Linked DNA regions of Gossypium arboreum: all the other regions are linked to region 1. Evidence: chromatin contacts called from public Hi-C data. All regions are on one chromosome and are shown on one strand. Each heading gives the region's core, a stretch centred on a gene start, on an enhancer-like site or on the middle of the called end of the contact. The rest is flanking DNA. Distances are from core to core; before and after follow the strand shown.

Region 1 (3,351 bases), core at 569-3,068:
TCATCTATGACCAATATGATTATGTAAGTACAACGGAAAAATTAAGATCTTCCAGACATAAAAGTTCCACAGATCATAAAGGAATGACTGATAAGCCATGCATTATAAACTATAAGATTGAGAATTTCTTGCTGCAAGCAGTCTGATGGTAACAAAGAATGAACAACATTTTGCAGATATGAGCATAAGCTAAGCAACCTCCTCGCTTTATTATTTTTGAAGCTATAAAATATGAATTACAATAGTTTTCAATATATTAGAGAAAGCACTCAAATGCTCAGTCTCGCCACCTTTTAGTTGGGTTCCTACTCTTATTTCTATTTCTCCATCTTTATTTCCAAATTTTTCTCTCTTATCTTTGAATCAAATCTTGTTCTTGATCCAATTTTTTCCCAACTTTCCCTCTCATGTTTGCATCAGCTAATTGAAAGACAAAGCAATGTTCTTCAATCATTATGGAAGGTTCTACCAAATAAAAACAAACCATTCCACCCTACCCAACAACAAAAAGCAAATGGAAAAAATGATGATAACACATACGGTGTGCACTTTTAGTCAAAATGGTAGAAATAAAGATTTAAATCTAGACACTGGCAAGTTTAACAGGTCAGGAAATAGCTAAACATGAAGTCTCCATCCATACAATCTCTATAAATTTAACAATAAATTTCAATGGAGTTAAGGATCACCTGAATCAAACTTAATTGCAGTACAAGAAGCTGAAGGTGCTGAAGACATCCAGCCTCCAGTTTGTTTAGTATCAGCAGTTCCATCAGGTATAGCTTGAATCCTGTCCGGCAATGCAAGGACCAGATCATTACGAGCAGCCATCTCTTCAGTTGAAAACCCTTTAACCTGTAAATGAATCCAAACTCTATCACAATGGAAGCCCAAACTAGTCAATTATCCAAGTCCAAAATAGCATATTCCAAATACCTCTAAATATGTAAAAACAAAATACATTATAGTAAAAGAAAATGTCAATCTGTTTGCTTGAACAACATTATGAATGTATGAATAGTTAAACAAGCTCACATTTACAATAAAATGTTAAACAGTTTGGGAAATTGTAAAAGAGAAGGAAAAAAGTTAACCTTCTTAACAGCCAATCTCTGCAGCTTAGGGACCTCCTCAAGCAATCGAGCCTTGGTTCGACGAATCTCAGCATTGACTGCAACAGCAGATGCCTTACTTTTCTCCTTGGAAGCAAGTTCCACTTTCTAAATCATAAAAATAAAAAATAAAAAATAAAAAAACACTCAAATCGAAGGCAATAAAACCCTAATTATTACTGAACAACTATCAATTAAGCAGAGGAAGACTGACACTCTAAATCTTAAATAACCTAATCATAAGGCAAGCTTAAACCTAACAATCTCATCCAAGAGAAGATGAAAGAATTAGATTAGATCGGATCTACCTCTAGAGCGGATCCAATGTCGGCTTCGACTGCTGCGTAAGCGCGAGCAAAAGCATCGTCGCCGGAGACATTTTGGTCACGCTGCTTTTCGACGTCGTATTTATCGTACCTCTTGCAGATCACATCTACTCTTGTCAAAATATCGATTACACTCATTATGTTTTTCTTTTGAGTTTAAAATTCAATCAATGTAGCTGTTTGGATGTGGGAAAAAAATTGAGGGAAAAAAGAGTTGGAATTTCTTAGCTTCTTTTTGTTTCCCCTGTAAACGTCGTTCACCGAACTAACTCCAAGATTCGAAGAATAAACAGTATCAATAATTAAACACTAGGAGTCAACCCGTTTTTCATTTTTCACGACAGAGTAATTTTTTAACAAAAATCCTGATATTATGTAAATTTAGGGTGAAATCAAAGGGTAAAAGGATCTGAGAGGTCAGACTATATTATGCTTGATTATTTTATTAAAATTTTATTTATTTTACAGAAAACTGCATAAAAATTTTAATACGAGGAATATGCGATATATTATGTACCAGTTATATTAGTTTTTAATAGATATGATTAATTTATTTCTTGATTTAATATATAAATATTAATTTATCTATTTTTAAATAGAGTGAGTAAAATGTAATTTGACTCTTAGTACAATACTTCTATAGCGCTTTTATTAAATTAAGATTTTTTATTTCAATAATAATAATTTCAAACTAATACAACAACTTTTTTATAACAATCTCATTTATTTGTCAACATTTTATATGTTATAAAGAGATAGTTATACACCTAAGTTAATACAATCGATCCTCTTTATAATTGTCTCATTTATCTATTATAAACCTATATCCTTTTGCACTAGGAACAATAGTGATGCTAATTAAATTAGTACTTAATTGACTTATTTTTTTATTTTATGTTACAAAATTCTATGATTAACACATTATATTTTTTATACTATATTTTTATATCGTTAATGTAACATTATTGATATTCTCAATTTAAAACCCACAATAATAGGCTAGTATAGAGCCTATTTCATTCTACAGTCGCACGCGCTCAATTATTTCACATTTTTTTCCATGGTTAAGAAAAAAGAAAGCAATTCTACTACTCCATAAATAAATTATTTTATTTTCCAATAAAATAAATTAAAAGAATAAAAATAAAGATTCTACTTAAACTTAAAAGGTCACACATTCAACCACCGTCAAGTGTAACAGGCTAGAGCTTCGTAAATCATGTGGCCTTAAGTAGAAACTTAACTTCAAATTCGTTTAAACAAGTCTAACTCTCGAAAGATGAGAATAAGGCACTGAAATAAAGCGAAAACAAACTCTTAAGCGAAAAAACAAAAAGCAAACAAAAAAGCCACAAAAAAAAAACTAAGCACACCAAGTGTTTTTATTACTTTGAAGAATTACAACTGAGTTATAACAAATGAGGGGGAAGACCTTTATTTATGTTGAATTCCCTCAAATCCAACAGTACAATTTAAATTACATTAACGGTCGAAATAAAAGCCTATCTACAAGAAGAGAATCCTAAGGGATTTAAACTCTATATAATCTTATCCCTTAGGATTATAAATATTAATTATGATAACTCTAGTTTTACTAGAGTGCTCCACTAGGCCACCAAGGCTTCAAGTAGATGGGTTTCTTTATATGCTCCACGAATTAGGCCAATTCAAGTTGGTTAATAGGACGTTCCATGTGCATTCGTCATAAGCTTCGATCTGCGGCCGGTAACATTCTCCCTCACCCATTCTTGTGATGCCTTTTTAGCATCCTTGAAATGACACCGGTCTAACTAATCTCGAAATTACCACTATGCCCTAACTATTCTCTTAGTTAGGTTGCTTCGTCCCTCAAAACATTTGCCTCGACTTATGTCTTTGTCATCATCTAACTCAAATTGTTTCTTTTTTTTTTT
Region 2 (3,351 bases), core at 629-3,128, 230 kb after region 1:
CATACTTCAGTGGGTACTTAAGAATTTGAACAACGTAGATAACCTTCAACACTATTTTATCGCATGACATCACGCTGACAAAAACATGGACAAGGCGGCAACAAGCTATTCGAATTCAGCACGTGACCAGCATGAACTCAGTCACCACGGCCCATGGTCTGCTCGCCAGGAGGGATCATGACCAGCACAGGCTGAGCATTGAACCCTGGGTGAGGCAACCTTCGACGAAGCTCACGGCCTTCCTGGCAAAGAGCACATGCATGGCAGAAAACATGTGTTGCAAAGTCACAGGTGGACTCGCACTGTTCACGTTGCACTTCATCTTCCAAACAGCTTCTACAGTATCCACCTGACCTGTTAAGTGCCTCACAGGTACCCTGTTTTTTGCAAAGAAAATCACAACAAATAAATCTTTGCAATTGAAAGCTCTTCCATAGTTGATTCTATGCATAACAAAAACACAAATTAACTCTAGAGATCAACAAACTCAGCAGTCCATTGTAGGTCAACAATGCGTATGAAAATGAGGATAAAATAGAACATTGGACTTCCCCAGCAAAAACATCACAGAATGTCAGAAACTTCTGAAAACCACATCAAACAAGGGTATACGAAAAACTGAAACCCAAAGTTATCCATAATATATGCTTAATGAGCTGGTTAAAAAATGGTCTCAATAAGATTCACTTGCCTCCAGATTAAACTTGCGCCGAATTGCAGTTCGGGTAGAGTATGAAAACCATGGAGCAAGACAATTCCAGCCAAAAAAGGAATTTCCAATCAGGTAAAGACCAGAATAAGGCAAGCAATGATTTGCAAAGGTCCCAGGTGCAGATCCAAGTCTTTCAACATTGCTTCCATACAGCACACAAGGGGCCACGCTTCCTAGTAGACCTGACCAAAATATCATAATTTCAAATCAAGAACATTTTATTCTACATTCTTTTAGAAACAAATGACCAAGAAAATGTGCTAACTTTCAAGCTTCGTACATGTTATTCGAATTACATGAAATTTTTTGTGTGATACAAATATTATGGTGTTTGAAGAATCATATGATCATATTTATGTACCTAAAAAGATATATATGTCAGACTTGAATATTAAAAAACAGTAGTCAGATTAACAAATCTTATGAGATTGTATAAAAAGATAACATTAACCAGAAATTAATTGATCATGGATTTAAAAACAATGAACAACATTACAATTCCTACCCATTCTTTTAATCGTTGCAACCCAATTCGTGCATAATCATAAATGACCTATTGATTTTCCTTTTCTTTTCTTCTTTTTCCCCTCTCATTCCAAAGGTGGATTTTTTCAGGAAAAAAAAAAAAAAAGACAAAGAAAGCAGAATTAAAGATTTAAGTTAAGCCTAGCAATTATGATTTGGCTTCTAAATGCAGGAAAATTCCAAATTGAACAGATCGAATTAGGAATTTCTCAAATAAAACTATATAAAAACTTACAAACTTCAACGTCACTGCTGCAAAACTCATCGTTACGACCAAGACAAGCGAGGAGGGAGGAATCCCACTGAGACCGGCCCATTGGTTCTCCAACGACACTCCCGTGGACCAAGGGCAGACCATCTGCGGTCCAACCAAACCCAGCTCCGGTCCTAGCTTCCGGCGAAGCTGCCACGTCGGTTGAGTTGTTAACATTTAGATTCTTCTTCTCATCTTCTTCAACACCAACATGTTTGCTCAAAAGAGGGCTCGATTCCTCTAGATTGTTGTTGTTGGCCATTTCTTTTGGATTCCAAGAAATGGATCTAAAACTTGTTAGGGAAAACGTAAGAAAAAAGGTTTTGGTCTTTGTTATAAGGACCAATGGGCGTGAAGTTAGTTGTAGTCCCTGGATTATGTTAAAATTCCAGATTTAGTCATTCATTTTTAATTGGTCTCTATTTTTATAAAATCCAAACTCATAGCCAATTAAAGTAATAATTTGAAAAGCCAAAAGCATTGGGTGAATGTAAAAATTTAGTATTAGTTTTACATTACATTGTCCTTAATTTTATGATCCAATTTTAGTAATAATAATTTGCATACACTATAATTATCATTAATTTTAACCTACTATGTGTAATCATTAAAAACTTGGGTTCATTCAACTTCAAATTTTGAAATCCCCTTCCGCCTCTCCTACTAAAATAAAACTAGTATAATATAAAGTCGAAAGAATCAAATTAAAACCAAAAGAATAAATTTCAAATTTTGACCTAGAATATGGACTAAAACCAAAATTAGACCATTAGTTTGTGTTTTTTACATTAATTTCATTATAGTTTTTTTTTATTATCATTTCTGTCATTTTTTATACAATACCTAGTATTATTTATAGTCCCCCCAACCCTGACGATGCCAATTAAACTAAAGGTGAGTGGTGCGTTTATCTATAGTTATTGTAAAAACAACGGTAATTATAAAATTAAATATTGTAACAATACTATAGTATTGGACAAAAATTAAATTAAACGCAACACACCGTACTGTCCCACCTATCCAAACTCGACTATTAATTTATTTTTACTTTGATATCTTTAGTTTACCCGTAAGTAATTGTAACGTCCTAAGGCAAAATATGGGCCAAGAATGGGCCCAGCAAGTCTCCACCTCCTCACCCTAATTACACGATATAACTTATTTGTCGGTAAACCTGTTTAACGATTGGTCCATATATTATTCATCCAACTTTCAATAATTTTCGTTTCTAGAATTGCAATATAACGAATACAATAATTTTTTTGATTTTGAATTTTTATCTCATACGTTAAATTTGAATTTTTTAAATCTACTAATTTTGAATTCTTCAAATTCACACTTGGAGTTTTCACAAGTAATTGGAGTTGACAAATTTGCACAAACTCCATCGAAACTTAATCGACTAATTATGGATGATTTTAACAATGTTATTACACACAGAATAATCGTACTTTTTTGAGTCGAACTTGAATTATGAAACGAACATAAATGAAAATTAAAAAGAAAATTAACATAAATATTTATATGGAAAAACTCCTCCAAATAGGATAAAAAATTATGAGCAGAGAAAACTTCACTAAAACGGTAAAAAGCTGAAAATTGGAGTACAAGATGAAGAAACAAATAAACTCGAACCAGAAATACAAAGTTTTCTTGAAATTCCCACAAACACTTTTAATTTTGTTGCTGTTATTCTTAACTATTTAGGGTTGCTAAGAGGCCTATTTATAGGCTGAATTTTGTGTACAAATATGACTAAAATATCCCTAGAATAATCAGAGTTTAATTGGGAAAAAATAACCAAGTTTAACTGGAAGAAGAAACCCGGTTGAATAGGGAACACGTCGCCTTGTCGCAACGT
Region 3 (3,351 bases), core at 456-2,955, 140 kb after region 1:
AGCTAAGTAAACCTTCTGTTTGGAATAAAAGTTTGGTGATTTCGTATCTGCTAATTTATTGCTGAATCAAATCTTTCCAATGCAATGATCACTGTTGAAATGGGTAATTTGTGATGCTTAATGTATTGTAAATTAGAAAAAAAATCAGTGTTGACACAGCAAAGAACCACATGATTGGGCTGCCAGCATTAGATGAAATGTTACTTGATAGTTTTTTATGTCTTGCAAAGCAAGACATAAAAAGGGATCAAAGCAATGAAGATTTAGAAACAAAGGTAGAACTTATCATCTCATATTTAAGCAGCTCTTAAGCATATTTGCTACTTGTTTTATCAACTTCGATCTTGAAAACAAGTACTATTCTTGTTCTTCGAACACTCAGGACTTGGATTTTATTTTGTGGAAAACAAGACGTGTGTTATGAAATTTTCATATATAGTACATAAGCTCTGCAACAAAGACAGAGGCAGGTTCCCTGAAAAATCAAAACACAATTTTTATAATGTGTACAGATGGAGTTGGAGAAATGAGAAGTTCTATTGTGTTGCCAATGCAGCTGATTAAGTTTCAATATGGAAAGACTAAAGTACTTTTGTGGTGTCTATTTTAGGCTAATATTTCTACCCATATCAACTTTGTTTCATTGGAAATGCCTACTCCTACTCTAGACACAAAGAACATACATGTTTTTCTTTTCTGAGACTACCCATTAACCCTTCTTCTTAATTTCAAATCGTAAGTCCTATCCAACATATTGATTTAAAATCCAATTTCTTGACTTATGGGTATCATGAAAAATATTGATAAATAATTATCATTTTATATTTTCAAGGAAAATTAAATGGAAAGCAAAAAGAAAAAGCTACTAACTTTTAGAGTAGTTTGGAAAGTTAATAAGTCCATGAAAAGCCATAGGTCTAAAGCTCACCATCATTTTGGGCTAACTTCCAAGTTACAGTAGAAATTGCTTAATCTAAACCGCCATAAATTCCAAAATCTTGGGAAAACGTAAAGAAAAGGGGCATTCCGAGAATTGAACTCGGGACCTCTCGCACCCTAAGCGAGAATCATACCATTAGACCAAATGCCCTAATTAATTTTTGCTCATGATATCAAAATATTAAAGAAAGATTCTAAAATTATAAATGATATTTTAATTATAATTTAAATATATACATAAAATTTTAATTTTGATTTAAGTAAAACACATTTAAAAAATAAACACATAAATTTATTTTTATATTGAATAAATATAATTATTTGTGCATGTAATATATAAACATAAAATAATGTTATATCAATAATTATATTAATAATTTATAAGAATTGAACCAAATCAAAATTTTATTTATAAAATTATACAAAATTAAAATTTATGTATAAAATTACATATTAAATTAATATTCAAATAATTTGCGTTAATTATTTGTGTGTGTACAGAAGATATAATCTTCAAGCTAACATAAAGCGGATATTAATTGCAATGTTTAAAGAGACGTTTGTGAGTCATGAGTTATGAGTTGCTGGATTATTTCGGTTCACTATCCATGATTTGTCCTGATTGGAGCTTCAATTAGAAAGCAGATTATATTTGACAATGGGCGATTACGAGAGTTGATACCACCTGCTTGTCCCGGGTTGGTTTAGAGTCCCCCTTGGTGGTCCACTATTATGACATACAGAATCAACATGACTGCAACAAATAGTATCCATATCATGTATATGGGTCTCTTACGAAAAGATGTGGAGTTGGATGAATCCATGGCCATCACCACATCTTCCACTGCCCAAAGGTTCCACCACTTCTATATTCCAATGCTTTTCCTTATTCTTTCAACACCATACAACCCCCACACTGATGCTGATAAATAACCCTCTCTCCCTCCATGTATTCCCCCCTCCCCCTTTTTTCTCAATGGCTAATAACCTCTCTTTCTGTCTCGTAGGAGCCATGGATCGTCTCTGGTTTCAACAGATTATTCTTTTCCCAGACCCCTTTTCACCATATTTCCCCCTTGAACCAAAGCAGCCCCTCTCAGAATCTACCACTACAAGCTCATCATCTTCAAGCCTCTCTTTATCATCTGTTGCAGACCAAGAAATACCAGCGCTGGTAAACAGTAATAATAATAATAATAAAATGAATGAAAAAGAACTATGCTCATCAAGTTCAACACTCTTGAAATATGTTTCTTATTTTTTGTTTCATTTTTGCTGTTGTTTTTCATGGTGATCAAATTCTTAGGATGATCCTAAAAAAGAGGAAAAACAATTGAAGAAAAGATCAAGAAGAGGGAATCTTAGTCGTTCACATTCTCCATCACAATCGACTCATAAACATCAGAGGATTAACCATCAATGCAAACTGCAAAAATCCACGAGTTGTAGGAGCTTGAAAGACTTGGAACTGGAAGAAGTAAAAGGGTTCATGGATCTTGGATTTGTATTCACAAAAGAGCACTTGAACGCCAGGATGATTGGTGTTATCCCCGGCTTGCTCAGACTTGGATTTTCCAGAACTAAACGGATCCATAATGAAGTCAATGTTGATGCTGACCAACTATCTAAAGACGATGATATTGAACAAGAAGAGAAGAGAGGTGTTATAAGACCATATTTATCAGAAGCTTGGCTGATTAAAAGACCCGATTCTCCTTTGCTGAATCTAAGAGTACCAAGGGTCTCTGCTGCTGCTGATATGAAGAAACATCTCAAGTTTTGGGCTAGAACTGTTGCATATGTAGTTCAACAAGATTCATAAAACAAGAGAGCAGATCCCAACTTCGAACCTAAATCTACCACACAACTAGGTCTATAGCTAGCTGCAACTGTAAAAAGAGGAGTTTGTAATAAAAAAGTCATAAAAGATAGTGTACTCTAAATAAAAGATGAGCCAAAAGCTCTTTTTGTCACCATTTTTAACTACTAGTAGTGGTTAGGATAAATGGAAAAAACTTTAAAAAGGATCTTTTTCTTTTGTTATATTGAGTCATCCAAATTGCTGAAAAGATAAGGCAAACCAAAAAAGGAAGATGATCATGATGGTCCTACCATGTTCCGGATTGAGAAAGAATCAAAAACAGTAATAATAGGAAACATGGCTTTTAACATCCGCCAAGAGCTAGGTCCATTTCTACTGTTCTATCCCAAGTTTTGTCTGCATTTGATGTTGAGAATGTCCATGCCCATGCATATATGGCCATGGTATTCCTGTGAGGTTTAACATATCAAATCATGGGGGGAATGGTTTTTTCTTTCATAATGATTATTTGTCCGGCATTCTTAAATCTTATTTAACAGACTTTTAGCGGCATTTTTTTAGGTCTATAAGCGCCGCTAAAACAATTTGCG

The links. Hi-C and Micro-C count contacts between places; a contact is called where the count stands out from the background.
Region 2: a Hi-C map of leaf shows a contact between it and region 1, with 2.8 times the contacts expected there. The contact joins the promoter of LOC108489685 here to the promoter of LOC108460328 in region 1. A contact is called at or near these places in 2 of 5 Hi-C or Micro-C datasets (both in leaf).
Region 3: a contact with region 1 is called in a Hi-C map of leaf, with 2.7 times the contacts expected there. The contact joins the promoter of LOC108460424 here to the promoter of LOC108460328 in region 1. A contact is called at or near these places in 2 of 5 Hi-C or Micro-C datasets (both in leaf).

What each region holds. Positions count from the first base shown.
Region 1 is chr4:100,425,315-100,428,665 of ASM2569848v2, forward strand. It overlaps LOC108460328 (syntaxin-71-like), which reads right to left and starts at 1,819. Exons shown (of 9, transcript XM_017759777.2): 1 at 1,421-1,819; 2 at 1,095-1,220; 3 at 690-855; 4 at 1-4. The coding sequence starts at 1,576.
Region 2 is chr4:100,658,527-100,661,877 of ASM2569848v2, forward strand. It overlaps LOC108489685 (cell number regulator 8-like), which reads right to left and starts at 1,879. Exons shown (of 3, transcript XM_017794384.2): 1 at 1,473-1,879; 2 at 692-894; 3 at 1-377. The coding sequence starts at 1,752. The coding sequence ends at 138.
Region 3 is chr4:100,568,846-100,572,196 of ASM2569848v2, forward strand. It overlaps LOC108460424, which reads left to right and starts at 1,706. Exons shown (of 2, transcript XM_017759916.2): 1 at 1,706-2,113; 2 at 2,246-2,966. The coding sequence starts at 1,742. The coding sequence ends at 2,761. TRNAP-AGG (transfer RNA proline (anticodon AGG)) reads right to left here and starts at 1,090; the gene lies at 1,019-1,090. It overlaps LOC108460423 (polyubiquitin-like), which reads left to right. Exons shown (of 1, transcript XM_017759915.2): 1 at 1-71.